Linked DNA regions of Anser cygnoides: region 1 is linked to region 2. A link is a contact called in public Hi-C data. All regions are on one chromosome and are shown on one strand. Each heading gives the region's core, a stretch centred on a gene start, on an enhancer-like site or on the middle of the called end of the contact. The rest is flanking DNA. Distances are from core to core; before and after follow the strand shown. Region 1 holds the start of BCLAF1 (BCL2 associated transcription factor 1). Region 2 holds the start of MAP3K5 (mitogen-activated protein kinase kinase kinase 5).

What was found. A called contact is a pair of places that touch in the nucleus more often than the background predicts.
Region 1: a contact with region 2 is called in a Hi-C map of liver, with 2.1 times the contacts expected there. The contact joins the promoter of BCLAF1 here to the promoter of MAP3K5 in region 2. A contact is called at or near these places in 3 of 7 Hi-C or Micro-C datasets (granulosa cells and liver).

What each region holds. Positions count from the first base shown.
Region 1 is chr3:60,803,679-60,809,109 of Taihu_goose_T2T_genome, forward strand. BCLAF1 (BCL2 associated transcription factor 1) reads left to right here and starts at 2,718. Exons shown (of 12, transcript XM_048075720.2): 1 at 2,718-2,960.
Region 2 is chr3:60,555,289-60,560,950 of Taihu_goose_T2T_genome, forward strand. MAP3K5 (mitogen-activated protein kinase kinase kinase 5) reads left to right here and starts at 2,911. Exons shown (of 30, transcript XM_048075713.2): 1 at 2,911-3,424. The coding sequence starts at 3,049.

The DNA.
Region 1 (5,431 bases), core at 1,468-3,967, 250 kb after region 2:
CTAGGAAAAACTGGATCTATGAAATGTTGTGGCTCCAAAATAACAAAACAAAACAAAACAAAACAAAACAACAAACCAAAGGTATTAAGTTCTTGAACTGGATTTACCATTGACAGAATAGCAAAAGAAAATCATGAATTAGAAAAAAATAGCCAAGCAAGCCAAACAGTTCTAAACTCAGATTCTGATATGTGTAAATTACATTACTACTAAGCTCTTAAAAATAAATAAATAATATATATATGTGTGTGTATATATAGATATTCACTGTTAAGATTTCCGGAGAAATTCAGATTAAACAGAAAGTGACTATAATCATTTAAACAGGGACGGAACCTGATGCCGTGACTCGAGAGATCAAGTTTTGTGAAAAATTGCCCGGGGTCTCTTCATTACATAGTTAGGCAGAGCTTTGTTTGCATTTATTATAATTTCTGTAGTGTATAAAGGAAGTTGCTCTCCCTGCATTAAATCCCTCAGCTGAGGTATTTGCTCATCCTGACTCAGAGGCAGAGTGCCATCTACTGAACCATCCCCTTTACACAGAACTCTTGAGCCTATCCCACTCCTGGATTAACAAAATTTACACAAGGGGGCTGTAAAACTGAGTAAGGTTTAATCAGAGGAAAGCTGATTTAAGTGTGATTCTCTATTGTACAGTAGCAGCTGCAAGTAAAGGAACAGACCAACAGCCATGACGTGCAAGTCTATGCTCCCGTTTTATGAAGACTCATTCTGTTCTTCTTAAATAATCTTTGGAATTGAGGTTACATTATCATTTCATAACACTTAAGAGCAGCATTCCCTGATGGGTGCTCAGATTTCACTGCTAACTATTAACCGTGGACTTACCTATATATTTCTCCTTTCTACGTTAGCGCTCAGGACATGTACAAGTCTCAGCTGACTCAGTGAATAGTGAGGATGTGTGATAACAGCCAGCAAGAGTTTTGCTTGGGCCAGTGATGACACAGTACTACCGTGTGGCTCTGTCTGCCTTTATTTTCTTTTGCCTTGAACCTCATACTTCATTGTAAATTTTCTGGACCGTTCCTGTATTCAAATAAAGTGGCACCTTATGTCATGCTCAGAACTGCCATGTGCTATGATAATAAACATATAAATAGATTTTAAAAGAAAAGGCAGAAAAAAAATTGTTGCAGATGGTAGTGCCACAAACATGTCAAAAGTGTCAAAAGTGTCTGTAGAGTCTGTAAACCATGGAAATTTGATCAAACTTCATATAAACATCTGAAATGTTGTGAGGAAATTACCACTCAAAAGCAGGGAGTCAAGTACTTGAAGAAATATACAAGCTTGCAGAACAGAGGTGACCTGAGGCCATCGGGTTGTGTTTAATAAACAATACCCTGCAAAAACCACCTGTGTGATGTGTTTCAAGGCCCAGGTCCCGGTGTTGCACCGAAGGATCATGTAACCTACAGCCCAGATGTCAAATTCCTGATAAAATAAGGCAGTAAGCAAAGCTTAAAAAAAAAGTGTACTATTTGTCATTAGACAAATATGGTTGAAATAATTAAAATATATTTGAAAAAAGTTTCATATTATAATATATATTTTTTCTTCTAGACCCTTATTATGTTGTCTTAAATACAACGGAGACCTGAAGAGTAGAAGTAACCACTCTTTCTAGTTGTCCCAATAAGATATATCCCACATATCTCAGAAAAATGAGGGGAGAGAATCATAGAATATCTCAAGTTGGCAAGGCCCCACAAGGATCATCAAGTCCAACTCTTATTATGCTGATATGCAAATTCACTGAAGGGAAATGACACAAGCATCACACAAGTCTCCAGGGCCATTAAGAAATGTCTGTGTGCAGCCACAAGAATTCTGGAAACCTTACCAGCCCTAGCAAGCTGACTCCAGCCCGCAATTTCATTGTCAAGCACTCCCACATTAACAGTCTAATTGTTGTGTACAGCAAAAGCTGTCGCACACGGGCTGCACTTGAGTTACAGGTTAGTTACCTCGTAAAGGAAAAAGTGAAAAAGGAGGAAGGGAACTTGTGTGTGGGCCAGGCTGCTCATCAGTTAACTGCAGCTGGTCATAACGAAAACATCCACTGTGTTTTTGTTGTGGCACAGGCGATTCATTGGTTGCTGCCTCCTTAGAAAGTTATGTGTGAAGTACTTAGCAGCCAAAATAAATTATATACTGTATTGATAAAACAGCCATATAGGTTAGGTGTAAGTAAGCAGTGCTTTATTTTCTCTACATGGAAGAGAGCAGACCAACATTTCAGGGTTATGTCTGCTTGCCATCTTCCATTCCTTTTTCCTCCATCAGTTGGTTTGGGCTGCGTATCACTCCATGTCCCCTGAATTTAAAAACTCGGCAAAAACTGTGCATACCCATCTATTCCTGCTCTTATTTATGTAGCTGTGGGGTCACCGTCCCTGGGGGCGTTCAAGGAAAGGTTGGACGTGGTGCTTAGGGACATGGTTTAGTGGGTGACATTGGTGGTAGGGGGATGGTTGGACCAGATGGTCTTGAAGGTCTTTTCCAACCTTAATGATTCTTCGATTCTACATATCGCCTTGCCTCATAAATACTCTGCCTTTTTAAGAATATATCGGCAGCGTGTGATTTGAGCAGCGTAAACCGCCACCTCAGGACGCGCTCGGCCGACACGCCTCTGCGTGTCGCTGAACGCCGTTCCCCCGCAGCCCCCGGAGCACCTCCCGGCGGCAGCGAGCCCTGAGGTGATTTCCCGGGGCCCGCCGCGCTGACGCGCCGCAACCCAGCGCCGTGCGGGCGCCTGCCGCAAAAGCGACTGCAGTAAAGCGCCGCCGTGCCGCGAGCCCATCTCCTTCCTGGGACGCGGCACCGCCGGATGCCAATGCCGCTTGATGCTGAGCCGCTGGCCGGGCCCCGCTTCGCAGCCAGCGGCTCTCAGGCACCGCCCGTGGATGGCCGCGCTCCCTGCCCGGCAGGTAACGCCGCCGCGGCACTGCACCCCCACGACGTGAGGGGAAAGCCGGCGGGTTTCTCCTCGCGGCTGAGCGGGAGGGGACAAAGGCTGCGGCCACCGGGGCTCGGCGCAGCGATGGGGCGGGGGACATAGCGCAGGGCAGGGCAGGAGAGGAGAGGACGGGGCACGGCGGGGTAAGCAGGGCAGCGCCGGGACCCGCAGCCCCCCCCGCTCCGCCCCGCCGCCCGCCATCTTCCTTGCGGCCGGCTACCCACAACCAAGATGGCGGCGGGGCGGCGAGCGGGGCGGGCGTTCCCCCCCCCCCCCCTCAGCCCTTGGCGGATGTGACGCGCGGCTCGGCGGCGGCCGCCCCCCCCCCCCCCCGCTGCCGATGGTGCCTCGTTCCTGTGAGGGCCCCGCCCGCCGCCGCCGCCTCCTTCGCCCCGACGGGAGATGGCCGGCGGGCTGCCGTGACACCGCGCGGCCGGAGGGTGAGCGCGGGGCGGCGGGGACCGGGACGGGGAGGAGGAGGAGGAAGAGGAGGAGGAGGAGGAGGAAGAGGCCGCGCTGAGGGGCGGCTGAGGGGCGCCCCCCCCCCCTCGCCGTGCATGCGCCCCGCCCTTCCCCCCCTCCCCGCCGCGTGACCTCCGCGCGCCGCAGCCATTTCCCCCACACCCCCCGGTGAGGAGGGGCCGGGTCCGGCCCTCAGCGCCCTGAGGCGGCCCCCGCCGGGCCCCGGCGGCCTCGCCCCTTGGCGGAGCCCTCCCAGGAGCCCCCCCGGGAGCGAAGGTAGAGCTGAGGGGACGGGGTTGGGGGCGGCCTGCCCGCGCCCCCCCCCCCCCGTGAGGGGCAGCGCCGTGAGGCGGGAGCGCCGTGAGGGGATAGGGGTGAGCCCTGCGCGGGATCGGGCCTGTGGCAGGAGCTTCCCCTCGGGGGTGAGTGCTGGTCAGGCGCTGGTACCGTAAATACAACGCGCTTCCCTCAGCTTTAGCCGCCCTGCCCAGAAGTACCGTCAGTCGGGGGTTGCAGTGGGTTTTGAGCCCCTTGCTGAGAGGGGCCTGCTCGGTTCTAGTGCGTGCTCTGCAGCCTGTGCAGCATCTTGCCCTTTGTTTATTGTCTGTTTCGCGATCTTCGGTTTTCTGACAAAAAAAATGGTATCTTTCTTCAGCCTGTGGTAGCAATCCTTTACTAAGGTGCTACATCTCGTCACTTGTTTATCGCGAAGATCAGAGTTAGGCCCTGGCAGTAGCTGTTACGTTTTACTACAGAAGGACTCAGGGGCATGCAAAACAAAGGAGTTTTGATTGAGTAATGGTTGGTTTATTGTAAGTGTATAAAACCGTCCCTCGGAATAGCTGTTCTCAGTGTGGGAAGGGATCGATTTAGAGCGTGGGGTTCCAGGAAAATGCTGTCTCGCTGTTGTCTTTCTCTTCCTCCTTTCTCTTTCTCTTCACATTGCCCTAGACAAAAGGGGGCTAAATAAGAAGGGGCAAAGACTGGTTTAGAGGAGCGCTTCAAGCACGCAGCTTCTTGTGGCAGGGAGGGTAGGACTTGCTTCCTCCTACTCATCCCTTCTGGCGTTGAATGACAGGCAGTGCTGAATGGCAGGAAGAGGTTTAATGACTTACATGTATCAGTACTTCGGCAGTGACGGCCTCTCTCCAGCACCGGCTGACTCCGCAGCTTGAGCAAGGCTTTTGTGGGCCTGGCTCTAACAGCAGGGCCATGGGTGAAGGCTGTAGCTGAGGGTATCTTTCTTGGGGATGTGGCACAGCACATGTATGGGGAGAAGCTCCTGTTGCCATTGGGGATGCAGAAAACTTGGAGTGGTTTTAGGAATTTAAAAAGGGTCAGCAGGGAGCTGTTGTTTGTAGCTAGGGTGCGGTATTTGGATGGATTAGATTCAGGCTGGTTGTGAAGGAGCGATTGTGGTGTACGGGCTTGAGGAATGCCACAGAGCATTTGGGGCTTGTTTACTTGTAGCAGAGGTAGGTGAAGGAAACTACTGAAGAATGCAAGTCTTCAGGTTACAGCTGTGTTCGGTCTGACCTGGGAGAGTTTTTCCAAAGGTATTGTGAAAAAGTGCATTGCTGCTTTGCCGTTGTGCTGGCACTGGTCCTCCCACAGCCTTGCTGTAAGCTGGGTCTGGAAGCTGATGTGGCTCAGAAGTCAGCCTTGTCTTTTTCTCCAGAGTAGTTTTGTCCTGGATCAATTCACTGATCCAGCTCACCAAGCACCTAGGTGAATATCAGCGTTGGCACAAGTAAGGAAGGGAAGGAAGACAGCCTTTTTGTGTTCACAGCGTGCTCACAGGCTCCTGCAAAGGGATCATAGAAACCACTCTCTAAGGGCATATCAAAACACTGTTAAATAACAACAGAAAAACAAAACAAGGTTAGATATCCTGTTGCTTAGGAAAACGAAAAACACACCAACGCCTTTATGTGTATAGACAAAATTCTTAAAAATAGTCATTTTGATTTCCGTGTTGTT
Region 2 (5,662 bases), core at 1,661-4,160:
AGCAGCTGGCTCCCCCATAACAAAACACCGCCTTTTCTATATTGAACATAAAGGCTACTTCTGATTGTCTGCAGGGATAGGCTTAGTCTAACTTTTTTATAACAATTATTAGGAATTTTTTATTATTATTATTTCAGTTTAACCATTTCTATTTGCTTGTAAGAGTTCAGGCCTAAAGCTCATGGAAAAAGGATTATTTTATGTACTTTTGAGTACATCCCATTTGGATTTTTGTATCTGCAAGTTTATTTTATTTTATTTTATTTTATTTTATTTTATTTTATTTTATTTGTTACACCCATAACTGAAGCATACTGGACTTTACTTTTGCAAATTCCTATAGCAATATATTTTGGTCCATTCTATCAATCTCCAATACTATCAAGAAAATTCAAAATGCAGAGTTAGTCTTGTACCATTTTTCTCCCTGAACTGGACACTGATGGCCAGAATACATGAAAAATATATAACTTGGACAGAGTTCTGATAATTGTGCATAGGCTTCAAATTTCATTTCTCTAAATCAAAATGCTTTTTCTTTTTTCTTGGATCTTGTTAACACTAGTTTGAGTAGCTTAATCAAGTCTTTGGCATATAACGTGCTGTTTTTTTCACAAAAATTGCATTTATATTTAAAACTAATAAGACTGGAAAGTTCTTGGATTCTGGGATATAGCTTTAGAACTATAATTACTTAAATCTAGAGACCAATGTTGTATAGCTATAAAAACATGGAAGGGAGAGAGGGAATTATTTCAACAAATTTACAGCTAACTGCTTGTTGCAAGTTTTTGTCCTTGCAACAGGCAGAGCAGGAACAGGGCAATACTGAATTGTAATTATATGCAAACCATCTGGTGCTAAAGATGTTAATTGCACAGCACTTGAGTAACAAGTGAACAAGGTATACATATTTCTGATAATAAATGGGATATTATGCTGATTAAAAAAATAAATAAATAAACTTTGAATGATTATCATCATCGTTTATTCAAAGATTCATACAGAAGAACTCCTAAAAACCTGATTGCTCACTTCAAAGAGTTAACAGATTAAGAGATATGCTTTTCCTATATAAACACAAGGACAATTTGTGTGGGTTATTCCAGATTAATCTGAATTTTTGTTACTTTATTTCTTTTCAGTTTAGGCCTCATCCTCACTCCCGGCCAAATCAATAGAACAACTGTCTTGAATTTGGAATGGACACAGTACTAATAATGAAGCAGGCCTCACAAGGCAGCAACGCTAAGTAGAATAGCATGCTTCTTCCGTCTTCTTTCAGTCCGGGACTTCCTTCTGCACTTGACAAACATGGGTTGTTCTAGAGAACAACAGAGACATATTGTTCTTGCTTCCTGTAAGGTGATGTAACTTCAATGCTGAATGGATTAACACTGATTCTGTGTTTTGTGGAAAACTACTTTATTTAGGAAAACACTGATTGCCATTCTGACTGTAGCAAGAAACAATAACCTACTGTATATTGCAGATTAGCAAATATTAACTTTCCCCTGTAAATTAGTCTTTCGTTTGCTCGTCATCTTCCCACCCCATTTACCCATTCCTTATCAGCAGAAGCAAATGCCAGGCATATCTCATTGAAAATGGGGACTGATCAACGCAAACACAAGCAGAGCTACTGAAGGTACCACAGTGACTAATTTTCCCTGATTATTCCAGAATTTATCCTCTTCCTACAGCAGTCATGGAAAACAATGGTATAGGAACAGCTAATGCCAGCAAGTTGATTTGCCTCCACAAAATCAATTGTAATAGGATGGACCTATTGATATGCCATATTAACATAATTCTGAATATATAGAGTGCTATTTAGCTCCATGTTGCAGCAAGGGTGGTGTTGGTTGGTTGCAGTCAGGAGGGTGTCAGTGCCTTGTCTCAAGCGACAAGTGATAGGACATGAGAAAACAGCCTCAGGTTGCACCAGGGGAGGTTTAGATCAGGTATCAGGAAGAATTTCTTCATGGAAGGGGTGGTTTGGCATTGGAATGGGCTGCCCAGGGAGGTGGGGTGTCTCCATCCCTGGAGGTATTTAAAAGCTGCGTAGATGTGGCACTAAGGGATGTGGTTCAGGGGCGTCACTCAGTAGGCCAGGTTGATGGACGTGATGATCTTGAACGTATTTTCCAACCTAGGTGATCCAAGGTTTTACGTTTCTCCTGTATCTACTTAACAGAATGCCCGGTCAAATAAATAAATGAACAAATAAACTGATTTCACTCTGTTTCGCTCCAGAAACAGCGTAGAGCTCTGCACTTCATTTCCTCCCCAGACCCACTTCGCATTTCTCAGGGATTCGCTCTAGGCCTGCAGACAGCCCGAGGGCTTGAGGCGCTCACACCTCGCGTCACACGTTATTCCAAATCCCAAAGGACCTCCTCAGAGGACCCCTCCCTCGACGGCTACCCCACAAACAAACCCCGCCGTGAGGCTCCCACCACCACGGCGCCTCCCGCCGCCCTAAGCCGCACAGGATCCCCGGGCCCCAGCACCGCCGAACAACCGAGCCCCAGCCCTGAGGGGCCCGACCCGGCCCCGCCGCCCGCCCTTCCCGGGGCCGCCCCCGGGCAGCGAGAGGGCGGCTCGGGAGCGGCCCCGGAGGGAGGAGCGCGGCGCTGGGGCCGCCCCCGCCCGGCCTCCAGTCGCCGTGCAGCTGCCGCTCCGCTAAACCGGGGGCGCCGGGGAGCCTGCCCACAAGTGGTTCCTGCGCCCGGGCGGCTGGGGGAAGAGCCGGCGAGCGAGGGAGCTCCCCGGGGCGGCGAGGAGGAGGAGGAGGAAGGCTGCCCGCCCGCCCGCCCGCCCGCCCGCCCGCCGGGGGCCGGCTCGCCGCGTGGCCCCGCAGGTGCTCGGGAGAAGCGATGGTGCCGGAGGCGGGCGCCGGCTCTCGTCCCCTCGCCTCCGGCAGCCCCCGCTAGCCCCGCGGGGGAGCCCCGAGCCCCGGCCCCGCCGCTCCCCGCTTGAGCAGCCGGGCAGGAGCGCGCAGGGCGGCCCGGGGCGGGCGGGCGGCGCGGTGGCGGCTCCGCAGGGATGAGCGACGGCGGCGAGGGGACCGTCAGCTTCTCGGTGCCCGGCCCTCCGGCCGGCGGCGGCGGCGGCGCCGAGGAGGGGCTCGGCCGGCGGGGGCAAGGGGCCGACGGCGGCGCCCGCAGCCTCCAGCCCGAGCCGTGGGGCGACGACGGGGCCGGCACCGGCATCGCGGCGAGGGCCAAGGGCCAAGGGCGTCGGACGGCGGTCACCTACGTGATCAACGAGGCGAGCCAGGGGCCGCTGCTGGCGGCGGAGAGCGGCGCCCTGCAGAGCCTGCGGGAGGCGTGCGACGTGGTGGGCGCCACGCTGGAGACGCTGCACTTCGGCAAGCTGGACTTCGGCGAGACCGCCGTGCTGGACCGCTTCTACAACGCAGGTGAGAGGGGGGCCGCCAGGACCGCGGGTGCTGCTGGCCTTCCCCCCGGCCGCCGCGACGAAGCAGGGATGCGAGTCGGTGCCGACGGGGGGGGGGGGGGGGGGGCTGCGAGGCCCCGGGAGTTGGGGAAAGTGGCTGCGGCGTGAGCCCGGTGGCCCGGCAGCGCCTTCCTGCTGGCCCTGCAGCAGGGGAGCCGGCGCTTCGGGGGTTGGTTGCCATTAAAGCGCTGCTGGGGGGTGGATGGCAGGGCGGCGGGGATGCCCCGCGCTGCAGCCGCCTACCCCGGCTGGCCCGCCCTGGCAGCAGTAGAACTGTAACGCCTTCGTTTCAGGGCAGGGTCACGCGAGGTTGCCTGTCATGATCTACCTGGGCCCATGCTTAAAAGTAACAGCCAGAAAGTTTCTCCTGATTTTTTTTTTTTTAGTTATTTATTAACAGATATATGTGGTAAACTTAGAGTTAACCCCCCCTGCTTACTAGGCCGGTAAAGACTTCGTAAAGCTAAAGTTACGGTACTAAATTAATGTCTCTTTGCCATTTAAAAAATTAGACGCAGGAATTTGATTTGACCTGCAACTCGAAGCTTATTTTGTGGTATGTCTCTACGTGCATGAAATACTTTAGCAAGTGAGCATTTAAAAAGTTTTGGCTGTAGCTTCCTCCTCTCCTGGGGAGCAGAGAGGAAGAAAAAAAAAAAAAAGAAATGTCTGGACTGTCTGCCCTCTTCATGCAAGACTCACCAGCGTGGACGTGCATATGCACTGAAACACTGAACGCTTTGCTTCATGGGCTACTGCTTTCAGGTTCCTGAGCTGGATGGCTCCGCAGCATATGGGCACGTCTTACCTTGCATTTCTTAGAGATCTGTGGCCTTAGAGGTAATGTCATCAAACGTCAGAGGAGCTGTGCTCACAGACAGAAATAGGAAGGATACAGAGCTTCATTACAGATGTTATACTCTCTACATTACTGCTAAGAGAGACTTCAGATTTTAAGAGCCTCAGTACCTCTTAACTGTAGGACAGGTACAACCTGAGAGTCTCATTTCGTCCCTGTTGTGGAAGGTGTATCCTAGTGAGGCTCACGGAGCTGAATTATCTGTGATGTTCGTGTGCCTCTCACGTTCATTAATTTTCAGACTGATCTGTACAATAGGCGGGGTCTCCATATTTCACAAAGGCTTTTCTTGTAATGGGAGATTTGACTTGAAGTGGGCCCCTTCTAATTCTGGCAGTAGGCGTCTGGCGTCTAGCACTACATAACTGCACGCTTATGTAATATAACATTTCTTTTTTCACTGGATTTTCAGCAAACTCTGTACTGCAAAGAGGAGGACATAAAAGTTTGTCTGCTCACGATACGTTCTGTGCTGTGTGAGCTGATGCCTAAAAGCTATGTTGTGGTGTTGACTGTGAGGCTGGAACTTAGGTCTAGAGGGATCTGTGGGTTTTCATGTTTGTTTCTTTATTCCTTTCACATTTCTGCATCCAATATATATTTTTAAGAACTAGTTGTTCTTCAGAAAAAAAAAAAAAGGCTCCCAGGTTAGGAACAGAAAAACATTAAAGAGTAGAAGCTATGTAAGCTGAAAAATGCAAACGGGGAGCAGTGTAGGGAACAAAATGAAATGGTCACGAAGGGTGTATTTATTCCACAGTTTGTTTTTTGTTTTAGTTGCCTTCCACTGGGATGGAAGGGAAGCATTTGTAGATGGCAAATAAATATAAACTCCTTCCCAATTTCCCTTCTCGTCCTTTCTCTTGCTATGTGCTTTCAGTGATCAAAGATGTTAGTGATAAGGTGAAGAATATCTGCACACTCCACTATTTAAAAAAATGTAGTGCGTTACATGTACAGCATGGCTGAACATCAAGTAAGAATTTAACAGTAAAATGACTTTCAATTTACGTAATGGTTAATTGGTTTCATTCAAGGTACTGAGTCTTACTAGACTCTGTGTAAAGGGCAATTAAGTCATGAGAGTAAGGAATGATGCGATGGGATGGAGCTAATTACTGCATTTGAATGAGATAAAAACAACAAATCTCTCAACTCTTGTAATGTGTACAAATGAACTGGGATTTGGGGGAGGGGGAGAGAGGCTGTAGATGCAGTATAACTTTATCTGCCCATTATCAAGCCTTCCCTTTCCTAATGCCTTCTTTGTGCTTTGTATAATGTAGTCTGAACTCTTGGTGATCTCTGATGGCTCACTTCATACCTTTCACTGCTTGGAAG